Regions from separate parts of the Drosophila melanogaster genome. Here region 2 is linked to region 1. The links are chromatin contacts, called in public Micro-C maps. All regions are on one chromosome and are shown on one strand. The core of a region is the stretch at or near the end of the contact, and the rest is flanking DNA. Distances in the headings are between cores, read along the strand shown.

Evidence for each region. A called contact is a pair of places that touch in the nucleus more often than the background predicts.
Region 2: a contact with region 1 is called in a Micro-C map of pre-blastoderm embryo, with 2.8 times the contacts expected there. A contact is called at or near these places in 2 of 107 Hi-C or Micro-C datasets (the Kc167 cell line and pre-blastoderm embryo).

What each region holds. Positions count from the first base shown.
Region 1 is chr2L:12,011,046-12,016,613 of dm6, forward strand. lncRNA:CR44588 (long non-coding RNA:CR44588) reads left to right here and starts at 2,483. Exons shown (of 1, transcript NR_124210.1): 1 at 2,483-2,854. It overlaps Wdr81 (WD repeat domain 81), which reads right to left. Exons shown (of 4, transcript NM_135691.2): 3 at 3,946-5,521; 4 at 3,259-3,882. The coding sequence ends at 3,648.
Region 2 is chr2L:13,162,645-13,168,212 of dm6, forward strand. DnaJ-H (DnaJ homolog) reads right to left here and starts at 3,428. Exons shown (of 4, transcript NM_165025.2): 1 at 2,832-3,428; 2 at 2,181-2,279; 3 at 1,672-2,118; 4 at 668-1,559. The coding sequence starts at 2,249. The coding sequence ends at 906. Sirt1 (Sirtuin 1) reads left to right here and starts at 2,920. Exons shown (of 2, transcript NM_058003.4): 1 at 2,920-4,556; 2 at 4,736-5,568. The coding sequence starts at 3,347. kmg (kumgang) reads left to right here. Exons shown (of 3, transcript NM_135760.1): 3 at 1-509. The coding sequence ends at 462.

The sequences.
Region 1 (5,568 bases), core at 1,233-3,732:
TCGTCCGGCCATTATGGCCGCTGCGTTTCTCGCACTGAAATTCATACACGAGTTTAAATTGCCCACCGAATGGGCGGCGCTGTACGGTCGTCTCGCTCCCACACTTGTTGGGCGAGCAACTTGAGACCCAGTTGCGAATTTGCTGCTTAGAACCGTTCTGACTCAATGGTATCATCTGGCTTAATACATTGCTTTTTAATCACGCCTAGTTAAATAAATAAATATCATTTGCCAGCATCGCCATATATTCCAATCATAATAAATAATGATACAATAATAATACAGAGTCAACTTATCATATCAACAGAACGAAATTTTAAATTTCGTTTAGAAATGCATTCCCGTCCGAATTCCCACAGGGCACTAACATTACCAGTTTGCCATCTCGCTTGCTCCCGCAGCACTCGGACGACAACTGAGAACCGACCATCTGCCATCTCCGTCGCGCGACATTAATCGTCTTTCTATGATTTTGGCAATCCTAATAATGCCAATTCATGGGGTGGGCGCCTGTTAACTAGCAGCAGGCTTACAGCATTACCATGTCGGAAATCGATGGCAGATGATGATGGCAGGCAGGTCGGCTTCTGGATGGCACCCACTGGCCATCCTATCCTGCGGCTCTGTTAACATTTGAACGTTAAAAATTCGATTTTATAGAATTCCAGCAACGCCCCGAAGAGCGAGAAAAGAGTTCGCCCAGATACACATGTACAATATAATCGTAATTACAGAGTCGAGACCAAACAAAAGGCCCTCTTGGAAACGGGCGGCGCTAACAGTCGCGAAGCCACTTTCTACGCATTCTGCGCGCCTCTTAGTTATTATGTCAGATCTGCAATGTGCGACTATAAAATACGTATGCGGCCGACGAGAATTTATTGACTCGACGCCCCCAGTTGGGGGTGTGAGTTATAAAATTGATGGCATAAACTGTCTGGTGAATTTATAAACCGCATACACCCATTTCGCACTTGCATTTCCTGCCCTCCCAGGCGTTTTTTCGAATGTATGGTAACATTTTGTAGTCATTTTATGCGCCACCGTCGGAGCGATGAACTTTTCGGCCTGCCAACCAGCAGCTGCCCACTTCTGGGTGCCTGGTTAAAATTTTCGGTTGTATGTTGGTAACATTTTGTGGTTCCAAAAAATGTTCGAGCCCGCCGCGGAAGCGGGTCAGCTCTGGCAACGCTTCTCGCCTTAAATCATCTTTCCTCTCTGTGGTCGTCGGCATTGTTGGAATTTTTGGGGTGGCATACCATGAATCGCGTCGAGAGCCAGGGTTGCCAGTCCAGCGCGCGGAATGGGGGCGCAACAGGTGGTCGTCGAACTGACGGCCGCACGGCAGCCCTGGTCGGGCGTTCCACGGGCCAATGGCATTCCTAACATAACGAGGCCGTCTGTTTTTTGCTGCTTGCCTGTTCTGGCAGCTGAGTGAAATTTCATGCAGCGCGATTCTCACAAATTTCGAATTCCCCACATATTTTCGTGGCGTGCCGCTGGCATTCGTTTGTGTGTTACTTTTTGCCTCCGCCGTTTTCACTCTTCTCGTGATTATGACGTTATGGCTGGTGGCTTATGGGTTATGTGTGGATGGCTTATAATCAGGGGGTCGCTGGCTTTCCTCTCCCAGTGTTTTGGTTCCGCGCATCGCGACCTTGAGTGGGCGGACCAGCCGGCTTGCAAATGTAGATTTTAAAGCCTTGAAATGTTTGTTGTTTATTTATGCTTAATCTAGAGGACAAGACAATTGAGTTTGATATTTGAAAAGTGCTTAGAATTGTGAACATTGATATATTTTGTGAGACCTTGGATTGGGCTTAAATGACCAATATAGAACCATAAGGTAAATAGCATTAACAACGGAGTATATACCAATAAGGATAAATGCATGTTTGCACATACATATTACAGTATATAATAAACCAATAGTTAGAAACTTTTGGTTAAAAATGATATTCTTTATTTAGATGTCATTATCTAAAGTAAGCAAAATAAATAGTTAAATCTATCTTTATTAGGCTTTTTATGGTATAATAAATATTTTTTATCACAAAAAGTTGTATATCTTTAAAGGTGAAGCAAAAAGAATTAAATGTAAAACTGTTTTCTGTTTTATATATATTTAAATACTTAAACAGTTTTTCTTAATATTTTCTTGAATAAAAACAGAAACTCATTTACCTGTCGTTGTAAAGTCCGCCATTAAGTGTATTTATATGTATATAGATACCTGTATGAGGTGGAGTCTGAGTGCGAAATCAGCAAGGACTATAGGTATTCGCACACTGAAAACAATTTCTTAAAAGCTTCGCCACTTAAAGTGCATTACTTCAGCACAATCTTGCAGTGAGAAGACCTGCTGGACAACATGTGGCGAACCAATCCCGACTGCCCAACTAAAAGTTGGGTCCATCGAAGTGAAGGAAGAGCATTGGTCGGGAGGCGGGCTCATTAACCCCTCTCTAGATTACGCACTCCGTCGATGCGACTCCTTAAATTCAAGGTTACACCGCTTGACTGAAAGAAAGCCCAATTTCGTCCAGCTTTGTAAGACGTAGCCAACTGGCCATCTGAGTGTTCCACTCCCACTGGTCGAAAGTGGGTGGCAGTGGAGCTGCTGGAGTTAGACGCACTATTGTCCTCTGTAAATCCTCATTGTAACAAGCGCCCAGAATCATTGCCTCACGCACAAGTCGCCCTGACTCCAGACTTCGAAAAAGTGCAACGACAACAACAGCAGCAGCAGCACAACAGAATGCCAATGCAAAAAAGTTGCCATAAAGAAACGACGACGACAACGACGTCCCCATCTCCGCATCACCATCGCCCAAAAATAAATGCAACGCCTTCGAACGGACGATCTCCCAGATACACCCTCCCCCCCCCCCCCATTCCATACAGACCCTGGAGATCCCAACCCGTCGGATGCAAGGTCCGTTGTTGCTGGGATGTTGCTGCTGTGCTGCTGCGTTTGCTGCTGCTCCCAGCAGGTTCATTGGCCCAGCTCAAGGCGATGCGAAGGCAAGGAAATCGAGCGAAGAGACACACAGCGAAAATTGAACGAGCAAATCATTCAGATTGCGTCCCGCAAACTGGTTTCGAGGGTTACGACTGCGATGGACGGTCGTTATCGAGTGTATGCTACCCATGATGCACTGAATCATCTTGCACTCATTATCAATTCAAAATGAGTATTACATAAGCTTGCGAATGCCCTATTCCTTGCACAGGGATAATATTTGACTTAAAAAAGTTATTTGGGTTTTACATTTTTATTGTTTTCCTGTATATCTATATAAATATTTTACCTCTTTCCAGCTTAAGTAGTTACTTTTAAATACAATTATGTCTTCTATTGTAATGGACATACATAAATATATAAATACATATAAATTGTGGACCTGGAATGCTTTGATTATGCTAGAAGAAAGTAGCTATAAATGTGCGATCGTAATTATAATAAATAATAATAGCAATGCAAGCGCTACCTCAATACATTAATTTATTGGGTTAGGCGGGTTAGGTTTCTTGTCGATGTCCAACCCTCGTTAGTTGCATTAAAATAATATTTGGTGCCGTTGAAAATAAAAATAAACTAGACTATAATATCATAGTATTGTACAAATGGTGTGATACCAAAAATTCTAGCAAAGCAGGGCTATGTTTCCGCTCTCGTTTCCCGCGAGGAAGGCTCGATTCAGTGGCAACACGGCCAGTGAGGTTAGCACACCGCGGAATGTCTCCGAGCGAAGTTTGGTGATGGTGCTGAAGGCATGGGAGTGGGCCACATCCGCATAGACGCCCACGCGGTTGCCAGTGGTTGCATAGACCAGAGATGGGCCAACGCTCTGCAGGAAATGGGCGGGTTCCGGTGGAGGTCTATAAAGAACATAATACTATTAGTAACTTTCCATGATTGATACGACTTTATCTACGACTCACTTGAGCTGGTAGTGCATGATACCATCCAGGGCATGCCAAACGGCCAGGCTATGATCTAAGGCGGAGCTAACCAAGAACTGATCACTCGGAGCGGCCAGCTGCAGCAGATCACATTCCATTGGTCGCCACGAGTTGATCACCATGCCAGTGCGCGTATCCAGCTGGACGATGCATCCTGACGAGAGTCCCGCTGCCAGCCAGTTGCCGGAAGGGGCCACAGCCAGGCATCTGACAGTTGCATTGGGCAGAGAAGCATTGCACACCCGCCACTCGTTCACGTACTCACAGCTCCGGGCATCCACCATCTTGACAGTGGACTCCGCTGTGCCGGCAATTACCAGCGGTGAATGGGAGGGCAAACATTTGACCACTGTGACAGCACTATGACGAGGAGCATCCAGTACGGAAAGCGGTCTTCCTATAAACGGATCCCACAGATGAATGCCCGAATCGCAGGACACCACATATCGCAAGGATTCCAGGAAGCCAAGCGAGTTTATGGACTTCTTGTGCGCCGTGTAAGTAAATTGGCAGGCGCTCGTCTTGCGGCCATCTCCTTCGCTGCGAAGTGACCACAGCTTCACGGTCTTGTCCTTGGAGGCGGAAATGAAACTGTTCTCATTATCCAGGGCATATATAGCTCTCACTGAGTTCGTGTGTCCTACAAACGACTGCAGGCGAATTTGCTTGAGATTAAGTGTCTGAGTGTCCTTCTCATTGCGCGTCGTCTCATTGCGCCAGTAGGCCAACCAGTTGCCTTTCAGATGACGAGTTTTGGGCATCTGGTCCAGTTTATACGCCACCATGTCGATGAGTTCCACATTGTTTCTGGCCACTTGCAGGCGATTTCCCACGATCTGAGTGCCAAAGCTATTGGCGGCCAGTTCGCAGCTTGCATCTACAGAGTCCACATCTTGCCCAGAACTCACATTGGTCGCTAGTTGAATTTTGCTTTGTCCATTGGGTTGCTCGTGTTCGTGGCATAAGGTTAGCACAAAATCCAGATTGCTCAGTGTCCTCTTCATGTTGGCCTCGCCCAAGAAGCGCAGGAATGTAAGATAAGCGGTGTGCGCCAGCTCCGGTCCGAAAACATCCCTTAGCTCCTCCAGAGCTCGTTCCGGCTGCGATGCACCACCAACGAGCGAGAGATTAGCGAGATCGCAGGCAAAGTCATTTGGCAATCCAAAGGCCTTGTTGAAAATCAGGAAAAATGGATTGAGAAGCGGCTGACACAGGTGCTCCCGCGTCATATCCGAACCCAAGCGAACGCTCAGAGCGTAGATCGCATCCAGAAACTTGCGTGCCAACAGCGAACGTCCCAGATAACCACTGGGCATCACAAGGTTGGTGGAGCTCAAAAGGCGCAAAATGGGCAGAAGTATTGCGTCTAGCATTATGTGCTGTAGGTGCTCCATGATACTGGCGTCGGTTAGACACGGAACCATGTATTTAAGCAATTGTAGCGAACTGATTATGGCTCCCTCGAGGCTGCCAGTTATTCGTTTGGAGCATAGACTGATGAGTTCGCTGATGTGGGGAAAGTATTGCAACAGCAAAAAGTTTTCCCCATAGAGAGCTAGAAAGGACAAAGACAAATTATGATATTTCAATGTGATTAAGATA
Region 2 (5,568 bases), core at 2,178-4,677, 1.2 Mb after region 1:
CATAACCAGGCCCAGGTGCTGATGAACGATGAGACCGGTAGGCGCAACTACGCCAAGTACAATCAGTATCTGACTATGATGAAGGTAAGCGCCGAACAATTGGCCGATTCGAAGGGAATGCGCACGGGTGAAATGATTGTGATGCCGCCGGAGAAGCTAGACGACCATCATCCCATGGAAACGGAGGAGATCATCGAGATGGTGGATAGTGCTCATTCGACCTCGGCACTGGATTTACGAAAGCCCAGGGATGACCAGACGGAGGACTTGGCAGGCAACAGCGATGAGCTGCCGCAAGAGGGAGCCAAGACGGAGCCAAATTTAGAACCCTTGTCATTTAAATCATTGAATTCATCACAAGTCATGCCAAAGCCCAAAGGGTCGCCTATGAATTTGACCAAGACAGATGGTGGTCAATCAGACGAAACGACATCCGCTGATGAATCCAATGAAAGCGATTAAAACGGATCTTTCGAATCTTTGAATACTCAATTCTCAGCAACAATATTAAAAATTAAATAAAAATACGTAAATCGATTTAAATTTATCCGGTTTTTAAGATTTCTATGAGAGAACTATTATTGTGTATTCGTTTATAGTTTTGTAGGGATAATTGGGGCAAGTTCAGCCCAAAAAATAGGTACCAATAAATAAGTAGTTAATAGTTAATTTAGCGTGGCTAATGTATTAGTGACAGATCAGCTAAGCTTTAGTCTCGAATAATAACACTACGAATTTAGATCACGCGCTTTTCACAGCAAACATTCCTGTATGAAAAATAATACTATGCATATCAGGACGAACAGCGGCACCAGGAAGCAGACTTCATCTACGCTGAAAGTGCCCAGGATGAGCCACAAATCGAGGCAGAGATACCGCGCCTGCAGGAGCCACAACCACATGCACTAAGCCGTCTGGCACTGTACGCCCTCAAAGTGAGACGACTGTCCGTCCTCGTCTTCCTGCTGTCGTGGCTGCGGCTTATAGTCCGTCATTTGCACTTCCTCGGCGTTCTTTGGGATCACTATCGGCTGTCTGGGAGGGAGTAAGTCCTCCAGCATGGCCAACTGCGGTGCCGTGGCAAAGTCGTTGTCCGGAAACTTAACCTTAAACTTCATGTAGAGATCTCCACTGTCGGTGGCCTTGTTAAAAACAGGCATACCACTGCCTCGCACCATCTTGATCTGGTTGTGCTGCAACACTTCACCAGGGTACGTGCGCAGACAGACGTTTCGTCCATCCAAGTGCTTGAAACAATGCGAGTAGCCGCACAAGGCCTCCGTGATGTTGATCTCCAGGTCTCGCATGTACAGATTGGCATGGCGGCGCTGAAAGATTGGATGTTCCATCTGGGAGATGACTACAATCAGATCCCCAAATTCGCCGCCTCGCATTTGGTGGCCCTCATTTGCGAAGGGAACTTTTAGCATGTGCGGTGCTCCTCGCTCCACAACCAGGTCCCGCTTCATCTTCTGCTCTACGAAACCACTGCCCTGGCAGGGACTGCACTTCTTGTCGTCCCTTATGGTGAAGCCCCTGCCATCGCAAGTCGGACAGGTCTGCAAAAAAAAATAATTTAAATAATCTGCTCCGAAGTGTGGTATATGGGATCTCCACGGATGTGTGGTCCGCGGTGTGCATTCACTACAACTACAATCAATTCTTACATACCGTATCGAAGGGGCTGAGACCCATGAAGGTAAATGCGGCCGCTCGTCCAGCTCCGCCGCAGGTCTCGCAGCTCTCGTGCGCTTCCTTGGGACCGCCATCGCCGTTACACTTGGAGCACAGCTTCTGGCGATTGTACTCCACCTTCTTCTTCATGCCGCCGACGTAGATCTCCTCCAGGGTCAGCTCCACTTTTACCACGACTTTGCCATTGCGCCTGCCCCGACCTTCGGACGAGACTCGATCGAAGGGGAACCACTGGGCGAAGAATTCGGAGGCATCAGAGAATCCCTCGGCGCCCTCTTGCAGGCCCTTCAATCCATATCGGTCGTAGATGCGCCGCTTCTCGGGATCGGACAGCACTTCGTAGGCGAAGGATATTTCTTTAAACTTGTCGCCCGCATCGGGATTCTTGTCTGGATGGAACTCTTTTGCCAATTTTCGGTAGTTCTATTGGTGAAAAGGTGAATACAAACTATTTACCAACATATCGAATTGGAACTGTTACATACCTTTTTTATTTCCTCATCAGTTGCATCCGGAGCCACTTTAAGAACGTCGTATAAATTTAGGTTGTCCATTTCCTATTGCATCCCCAGTCCCCCTACAAACTAAAATATTTTGTACATTGTAAGTGTACGACTTATTAAATTATTTAACAATGTATTTATGACAATATTTTCAAGTCATATTGGCTAACAAGTATGCCCAAGTTCTACCAAAAACCTATAATTTTGGGGAAAGTACCAAATAAATACTTAAAATCGCAGCTTTTTTGGGGAACAGTAGACACTTGCTGGAACGTTCTGGAAATCTGTTTACACATTTTTGTATTTAACAGCTTGATGGAAGTTTTTGGACATATGAACTGCATATTATCAATACATCAATTTATAATACTACTATGAAATGTGTAAATATTGGACAAAAAAATTATTTTTACTTAATTGTTTAAATATCGAGTAAATTTGATAAGTAAAAGAGTGCTAAAATTAAAGTTCGAAGCATAATTTAAAATTAATTTTACTAACTTTTTGACAAATTATTGATATATTTTAAACAGTTTTTAAAGAAATGGATTAAATTAGATATGACATAAGGCAGTGGCCACTGTAGCAACACGTAATCACCCTCAAAAATCCCAAAAAATACTAAAAACATACCGTGATGAGTCATGCTGGCGGCACTTTCCATGCAGAAACGCGTTAGCACTTTCCACACGACGTGTCAGGGTCCCACCCGAATCACGTCTGCCAGCCCACATACACACACAGGCGCAGCTACGTGTGCCATCTTGCTTTTTTCATCGGAAAATTTTCCAGAAACTACGCTCGAAAATTACGAAAAAATCGCAACCAAATGGTGTCGAAATTTTTTTAAAATTTAAGTTTCGTGCATATACGTGAAATAAAGTCGGGTTGGTTGAAAAAATCGCGGCCAAACGATCGCTGGAGAATTTTTTCAATCAAGCCAAATGGGTGCGAAGCTGACGACGTAAAAATTTTTGTGTGTACCAACGAAAGAGCGGAGAAAACGGACGAGGCGAGAGCGCAAAGCGGAGAGACCGAGGAAACACTCGCGCAAGAAGAAGAAGAGCCAGCAACAGCACCAACTACGAGAGTTTTCTCTCCGTGAGTCTGTGTGTGTGCGCGTGTGCGCGCGCTTGGGTTCGGAAAAAATGATGGAAAATTACGAGGAAATTCGCCTGGGCCACATTAGGTCTAAAGATCTGGGCAACCAGGTGCCAGACACTACGCAATTCTATCCGCCAACTAAGTTTGATTTTGGCGCGGAAATTCTGGCCTCAACGTCAACAGAGGCAGAGGCAGAGGCAGAAGCAACAGCAACAACCACAGAACCAGCAACAAGCGAACTTGCTGGCAAAGCAAATGGTGAAATCAAAACAAAAACATTGGCTGCCAGGGAAGAACAAGAGATTGGCGCCAATTTGGAGCATAAAACCAAAAATCCCACAAAGTCAATGGGCGAGGATGAAGATGACGAGGAGGAGGAGGAAGAGGACGATGAGGAGGAGGAGGAGGACGACGAGGAGGGAATCACCGGAACGAGCAACGAGGATGAGGACTCCAGCTCAAATTGCTCCTCATCCGTGGAACCCGACTGGAAGCTGCGCTGGTTGCAACGAGAATTTTACACAGGTCGTGTGCCGCGCCAGGTTATTGCCAGCATTATGCCGCATTTCGCCACCGGCCTGGCGGGCGACACCGACGACTCCGTGCTGTGGGACTATTTGGCCCACCTGTTGAACGAGCCGAAGCGGCGCAACAAGCTGGCCTCAGTGAACACCTTCGACGATGTCATCAGTTTGGTCAAGAAATCACAGAAGATCATTGTGCTAACGGGAGCCGGAGTATCCGTCTCCTGCGGCATTCCGGACTTCCGGTCCACCAATGGCATATATGCGCGATTGGCCCATGATTTTCCCGATCTGCCCGATCCGCAGGCCATGTTTGATATCAACTACTTCAAGAGGGATCCACGACCGTTCTACAAGTTTGCCCGCGAGATATATCCCGGCGAGTTTCAGCCCTCACCCTGCCATCGTTTCATCAAAATGCTGGAGACCAAGGGCAAACTGTTGCGCAACTACACACAGAACATCGACACCCTCGAGCGGGTGGCAGGCATTCAGCGAGTAATCGAGTGTCACGGCTCCTTTTCAACGGCCTCGTGCACCAAGTGTCGTTTCAAGTGCAACGCTGACGCCCTGCGGGCGGACATATTTGCCCAGCGAATTCCGGTGTGCCCGCAGTGCCAGCCCAATAAGGAGCAGAGCGTGGATGCCTCGGTGGCCGTTACTGAGGAGGAGCTGCGCCAACTGGTCGAGAACGGCATCATGAAGCCGGATATCGTCTTTTTCGGCGAGGGTAGGTGCCATTTTTATACAGATTTATTATATATTATCAATAGCCTTGGTAAAATAAATGCAAGAATTTCAAATTCGACGATCAAAAGAAGTGTTTATTTAAGAGATAAACTATTGAAAATACAAAGTAACGCTATTTACCATATATCATATTGTGTTTGCTTTTCATATTGCCAACAGGACTGCCGGATGAGTACCACACGGTCATGGCCACCGACAAGGACGTGTGCGATCTACTGATCGTGATCGGCTCCTCGCTGAAGGTCCGACCTGTGGCCCACATTCCCAGCAGCATACCGGCCACGGTGCCGCAGATTCTTATCAATCGCGAGCAGCTGCATCACCTTAAGTTCGATGTGGAGCTGCTGGGCGACTCCGATGTGATCATCAACCAGATTTGCCACCGGTTGTCGGACAACGATGATTGCTGGCGGCAGCTGTGCTGCGATGAGTCAGTGCTTACCGAAAGCAAGGAGCTAATGCCTCCGGAGCACTCTAATCACCACCTCCATCATCATCTACTTCACCACCGCCACTGCAGTTCAGAGAGCGAGCGACAGTCGCAACTGGACACGGATACGCAGTCTATTAAATCAAATAGTTCGGCGGACTACATACTAGGATCAGCTGGCACCTGCTCGGATAGTGGATTTGAGTCATCTACTTTTAGCTGTGGAAAGCGTTCCACTGCCGCCGAAGCGGCAGCCATCGAACGTATTAAAACAGACATACTGGTTGAGCTGAACGAGACCACAGCCCTAAGTTGCGATCGTCTGGGCCTGGAAGGCCCTCAGACAACGGTGGAGAGCTATCGCCATCTTTCCATTGATTCCTCCAAGGATAGCGGCATCGAGCAGTGCGACAACGAAGCCACGCCTAGCTACGTGCGACCCAGCAATCTTGTTCAGGAGACCAAGACAGTGGCGCCCAGCCTGACGCCCATTCCACAACAGAGGGGAAAGCGACAGACAGCAGCCGAGCGTCTGCAGCCTGGAACATTCTATTCGCACACC